2 separate regions of the Sus scrofa genome follow, and region 2 is linked to region 1. Evidence: chromatin contacts called from public HiChIP or PLAC-seq data. All regions are on one chromosome and are shown on one strand. Each heading gives the region's core, a stretch centred on a gene start, on an enhancer-like site or on the middle of the called end of the contact. The rest is flanking DNA. Distances are from core to core; before and after follow the strand shown. Region 1 overlaps SRGAP2 (SLIT-ROBO Rho GTPase-activating protein 2). Region 2 overlaps SRGAP2 (SLIT-ROBO Rho GTPase-activating protein 2).

What was found. HiChIP or PLAC-seq counts read pairs in DNA pulled down with a chosen protein or histone mark.
Region 2: an H3K27ac HiChIP or PLAC-seq map of alveolar macrophages shows a contact between it and region 1. The contact joins two enhancer-like sites. A contact is called at or near these places in 2 of 47 Hi-C or Micro-C datasets (omental adipose tissue and skeletal muscle) and 2 of 2 datasets of contacts at active chromatin or transcription factors (alveolar macrophages and skeletal muscle).

What each region holds. Positions count from the first base shown.
Region 1 is chr9:66,855,871-66,858,530 of Sscrofa11.1, forward strand. All of the region lies in intron 2 of SRGAP2 (SLIT-ROBO Rho GTPase-activating protein 2), which reads left to right. Among named protein-coding and RNA genes, the nearest start is that of FAM72A, 17 kb to the left of the region's middle. Within about 2 kb of position 1,306, at least 10 of the 83 cell types and tissues checked have an H3K27ac peak or open chromatin away from gene starts, as enhancers often do. A contact at or near this core is called in alveolar macrophages, where this site is marked.
Region 2 is chr9:66,934,274-66,936,933 of Sscrofa11.1, forward strand. The region is part of intron 2 of SRGAP2 (SLIT-ROBO Rho GTPase-activating protein 2); the gene reads left to right. Among named protein-coding and RNA genes, the nearest start is that of FAM72A, 96 kb to the left of the region's middle. Within about 2 kb of position 1,293, at least 6 of the 83 cell types and tissues checked have an H3K27ac peak or open chromatin away from gene starts, as enhancers often do. A contact at or near this core is called in alveolar macrophages, where this site is marked.

The DNA of each region.
Region 1 (2,660 bases), core at 56-2,555:
ATTCCTTCAAACTACAGTAGCGCTCCCACTGCCAAAGCCTGAAACGGATGGGGCCAGTTGGTTCTTTTCTGACAGTAAATGTGTGCCCGTGAGCTTGCTTTCCCCTCTTGGGCCAGGGAGCACGACTGCCAATCCAGAAATGCTAGCTAGCTTTTCTGGATCCAGCAGCAAAAAGAGTTAATCATCATCCAGGCAGAAACAAACCTCCCAAGTTTTTAACCTTCCAGTGCCCCAAGTCCAAGTCTTTTTTCCCTGTTCCTCAGAGGAGACAAGGCACTTGTGGGCACGCGCGCGTGCGCACACACACACACTCACACTCTCTTACAGAACTTAATGTAAAACGATCTCATGTTTATGAGAGCTGGAATTACTTGGGAGCGATACTTATGTTCTGCAGGCTCAGTGATGTGAAAGCAGGGCTATTTGGCCTGTGGAGATGGCAGATAAGAGCGTGATATGTAATTGAGTAAGAATTTGAAAAATTATCCGATAACATTAGGCACAGCAAAGCACTCGCTTGTGCTTTTTTTTTTTTTTTTTTTTTTTTTTTTTTTTTTTTTAATGCCTGAAAACTATTTGGAGGAGGAGTAAGGAGCTAGCATTGTTTTCAGGGCGTGGGAACCCCCTCCCCACCCTGCAAGCCAAATTTGTTTGCCCAGGGAGAGAGCAAGGTCTCGGAGAGATCCTGACAGATCATTTTTTTTTTAATTTTTTTTATTTTTTTATTTTTTTGCTTTTTAGGGTCACATCCTCAGTATATGGAGGTTCTCGGGCTAGGGGTCCAGTCAGAGCTGCAGATGCTGGCTGACACCACAGTCACAGCAACGCAGGATCCAATCTGCATCTGTGACCTACACCACAGCTCATGGCAATATGGGATCCTTAACCCACTGAGCGAAGTGAAGTGAGGGATCTAACTCGAAACCTCATGGTTCCTAGTTGGGATTTGTTTCCACTGCACCACAACAGGAACTCCCCTGACAGATCATTTTAGAACATTCTTCTGCACCTCCCTCCGGGCAAATTTTCAGGCTAATCATTTCAGGAAAAGGGCTGTCAGCTAACCTTTAACTTCTTTTCCAGAAGAGTAACACCACAGCCTCCCTTTCCATCTTGTTCCACTGACCCAAACTAGAAATGGTCAATTCCTTCATTTGCAGAGCTTGAAACAGGATTTAAAAAAAGAAAAAAAGGAGGCCTGATGAATTGAACTCGTGTTTTTGCTGTTGCTGCCACACCCTCTGTACAGACTTTTGCTTCGTTTGGGTTTTCGGTGGCTCAGGGAAGGAGGAGGTAATTGACGAAACTTGTAAGGCCTGGCTCATGGCTGCTGGCCTGTTCCTCCCAGTTCCCGTCCCTCCTCACTGCCACCAGTTGTGGTCCACTTCTCATTGAATAAGGAAATCATGAGCAACACTTCACTCCAGCACCCATTTTTTTTTTTCTTTGTCTTTTTGCCATGTCTTGGGCCGCTCCCGCCGCATATGGAGGTTTTCCCAGGCTAGGGGTCCAATCGGAGCTGTAGCCACCGGCCTACGCCACAGCCACAGCAACGCAGGATCCAAGCCGCGTCTGCAACGTATTCCACAGCTCATGGCAATGCCAGCTCCCCAACCCACTGAGCAAGGCCAGGGATCAAACCCACAACGTCATGGTTCCTAGTTGGATTCGTTAACCACTTCGCCACAACGGGAACTCCAGCACCAATTTTTTTTTAATACCTACTATGAGCTTGGTATGCCCTAGGTTGTGAGCATATGGAGGTAAGTAGTGAGGTTTTGGTTTTCAAGGAGCTGGTCTATTCAAAGCAATGGATCGATGACACAAATACAGAGATAGGACCACAGTGCAGGGATATAGAAAGCTCGGTTGAGAGTCTGACAATGAGTGACGTTGATGAGGCTGGTGGAGGAGGATAGTGATGGCACCTGGCAGTCTGGAAAGTGACTTTCCATACTTTATCTTTTTTAACCTCTGAATGGTACCCCAGCAGGGCAGTGTGATTTCAGGCCTTTTCGGTTTTTGTTTTTATGATCTTTTGGGAAACATTTTATTTTGAGATAACTATACATTCACATGAGGCCATTAGAAATAATAGAGAGGTTTTTATATATATATATATCCTTTAATTAGTTTCCCCCAGTGGTTAGCATCTTGCAAATCTCTGGTACATTATCACAATCAGGACATTTGATTGCATAAGATAGTTTAAATATTTATTTATTTATGTCTTCTTAGGGCCACACCTGCATGGCATATGGAAGTTTCCAGGCTAGGGGTCAAATTGGAGCTGCGGTTGTTGGCCTATGCCACAGCCAACACCAGATTCCGAGCTGCGTCTGCGACCTACACCACAGCTCATGGCAACACCAGATCCTTAACTCACTAAGCAAGGCCAAGGATTGAACCTGCGTCCTCATGGATACCAGTCAGATTCGTTTCCACTGAGCCACAACGGGAACTCCTTAAATTTTAGTATACTCACATCGGTCTGGTTTTTCCTTGATTGTTTGCACTTATTTTAAAATGCACATACATATCACCTTTCCTCTCCTGATATCATATATCCTCCCATGTGTTCTTCCAAGTTTTAAAGTTCTGCTTCTCACATATCTACCTAGAATACATATGGAATTTATTTTTGTGGATGATATGAGGTA
Region 2 (2,660 bases), core at 43-2,542, 78 kb after region 1:
TGCTTATGTTTCCTTCAAGAAGAAGTGATATAAAGGTTTTTTCCCACTCCACTCCAACACAAATACTTAAACATTCAGAGATAAAGCAGTGAGAATGAGGACTTGTGTTGGAGAAGTTGGAGAAATTCAGGGATCTTTTTTGTTACCCAATCAGTATTGCCAACTTCATCCTAGAACTATGGGACTTCAGTATAAAAGGCAACCAAATGACTCCCTATTGCAGCTGAATTTTTAAAAATGTAGGAGAGTGGTTAAGAGCACGGATTTTGGAATTAAACACATCTAGATTTCGATCCTGTTGTGATCTGTAACTATCTGAGTGACTTCAGGCAGTTAATGAGCTCTCTCAACCTCGGTGGCCACCATCTGCGCAGTGGGAAGAATTATGGTTGACTTATAATGGAATCTGACTGGATACCCAGCATATAATAAACACTTTATCTGCATTATCTCTTCTACTCTTTATAACAATCCACTGGGGTGGCTGCTCTTACAAACTCCATTTTATAAGTAATGGAACAGACTTAGAGAGATTAAGTATCTTATTCAAGGATATACAGCTAGCATGTGGCAGAGCTAGAATTAAAGCCAGGTCTTTCCGAATGCAAAGTCTGTGCTGTTAACCACTCTGCTTTACTGCAAACTTATCCCACTGGGACTTTTCGAGGATTACGTAAGATAATATACTTTTATACGTGAATGTTGTCTCAACTTCCTATGAGTCACATAGAAAGTATTTAGTAAATGGCATCTGTGATCACTATTGATTGTATATGAAACACCTGCCCGTAGCTTTTGTAGAGACAGCTTACCTTTCCACGGAGGACAAAATGTAGCCAACTAAACCAGTTCTCATAACCAACCAAATCACTTCACAAATGCATTGAGTTCTTGAAATAGCATTAGCTCGTCTCCAGGCTTTACCAAGTGGCTACTTTCACTGGGGAATAAATTTCATCGAGGAAAAGATGATCTCTCCAGCATTTGGAACAGTGCCTGGCACATGGTAAGTGTCTTAGTCGGGTTCGCTAGGAAAAGAGAGCTCTTGAGGCAAAAGCTTGCGCTTGATTTGTGCGAGCCATCGCCAGGAAGCAGGAATGGGGGGAAAGGGAAGTGAGAAAAAGAGGTAAGGAGAGATCTAAGGGCTGCTTATAGGTTGCCCACAGCTTCAAGAGAGGCTGACTCTTTGGTTTTGTGGGACATCGTCAGAGAAAATATGTGAAACCACTACATCTCTGAACAGTCCGCTGGGGGAAGGAAGGGGAAGATTTCATTTGCCAGCTCCCATCTCCTATTAGTCAGGGTTGACATCATGGAGCTTCAACTTCCCTTATGCGTCTTCATAGCATGGCTGGTGACTGAGCAGATCCCTCCAAATCTCACGCCTTAGTGGCAGTAGGGAAACCCCGGGGTGGGACTGGAGAGACGTGCACAGGTACAAGGCGAGACACTGTCAGGCCAGCCCTCCCAACAACTGAAGGACGGGGACAGCCATTGCAACTGGAGCGGTATGGGCTGACCCAGCCCGCCAGCCAGACACTTGTATTCATCTTGAGTGATGTGTAGCCAACTCTCAACTGTGATAGGCTCTTTGCCAAGGTGAGCAAACTCTTTGCCCCACTATCATTAAGTAATTTGCAGTTACACCTTTGTGTAAGTGCAAAGATGTGCACCTTTGTATATCTTTTTTCATTCTCAGTCTACTTCCTGTCTCCTCTTTTGCTTTCCACCTAAATGGGGGTGGCCCCAGGCTTAGGTCTACTCTTTCATGCTACGTGCTTTCTTTAGGCAGCTGCATGCACTTTCTTTCTTTTCTGTCTTTTATTTTGTTTTATTTTATTTTTGTGTGTGTGCTTTTTAGGGCCGCACCAGCGGCATATGGAGGTTCCCAGGCTAGGGGTCGAATCGGAGCTACAGCTGCCGGCCTATGCCACAGCCACAGCAATGCCAGATCCCTAACCCACTGAGCGAAGCCAGGGGTCGAACCCTCAACCTCATGGTTCCTAGTCAGATTCATTTCCGCTGTACCATGACAGGAACGCCTTCTTTCCTTCTCTTTCTTTTTCTTTTTGTCTTTTCAGGGCTGCACACACAGTATTGGAAGTTCCCAGGCTAGGTATCGAATCAAAGCTGCAGCTGCTGGCCTGCCACACAGCCACAGCAACGCAGGATTCAAGCTGCATCTGCAGCCTACACCATAGCTCACGGCAAAGCTGGATCCTTTAACCCACTGAGCAAAGCCAGGGATCAAACCCGAGTCCACATGGATACTAGTCATGTTCGTTACTGCTGCACCGTAACAGGAACTCCTTGCATGTACTTTCATGGCTAACTCCATACTCCTGTCTAGCTGCTGATGGCTCACAGATGTCTTCTTCCAGACTTGACCTCTCCTAAGAACTCCAGACTGGAGAACAAAACTGCATTTTTCCAACAGGAAGTTCCCTTTAAAGTCCAGATGAATCTCATGACCCTCTATAGTCATCTTCGTTTGTCTCTTTTCCTGACAGCTCGTAGGGGCTTGGTTCAGACTGGTGGAACTCAACTTGTGCCAGTGCCATATCCCAAGCTGGGTCCTACACAAAATGAAGTCAGTCCTCCAGTGCCAGCTCTCTAGGGATTTAGGATCTGGTTTTTAATATTGATCTGGTTTATTTGCC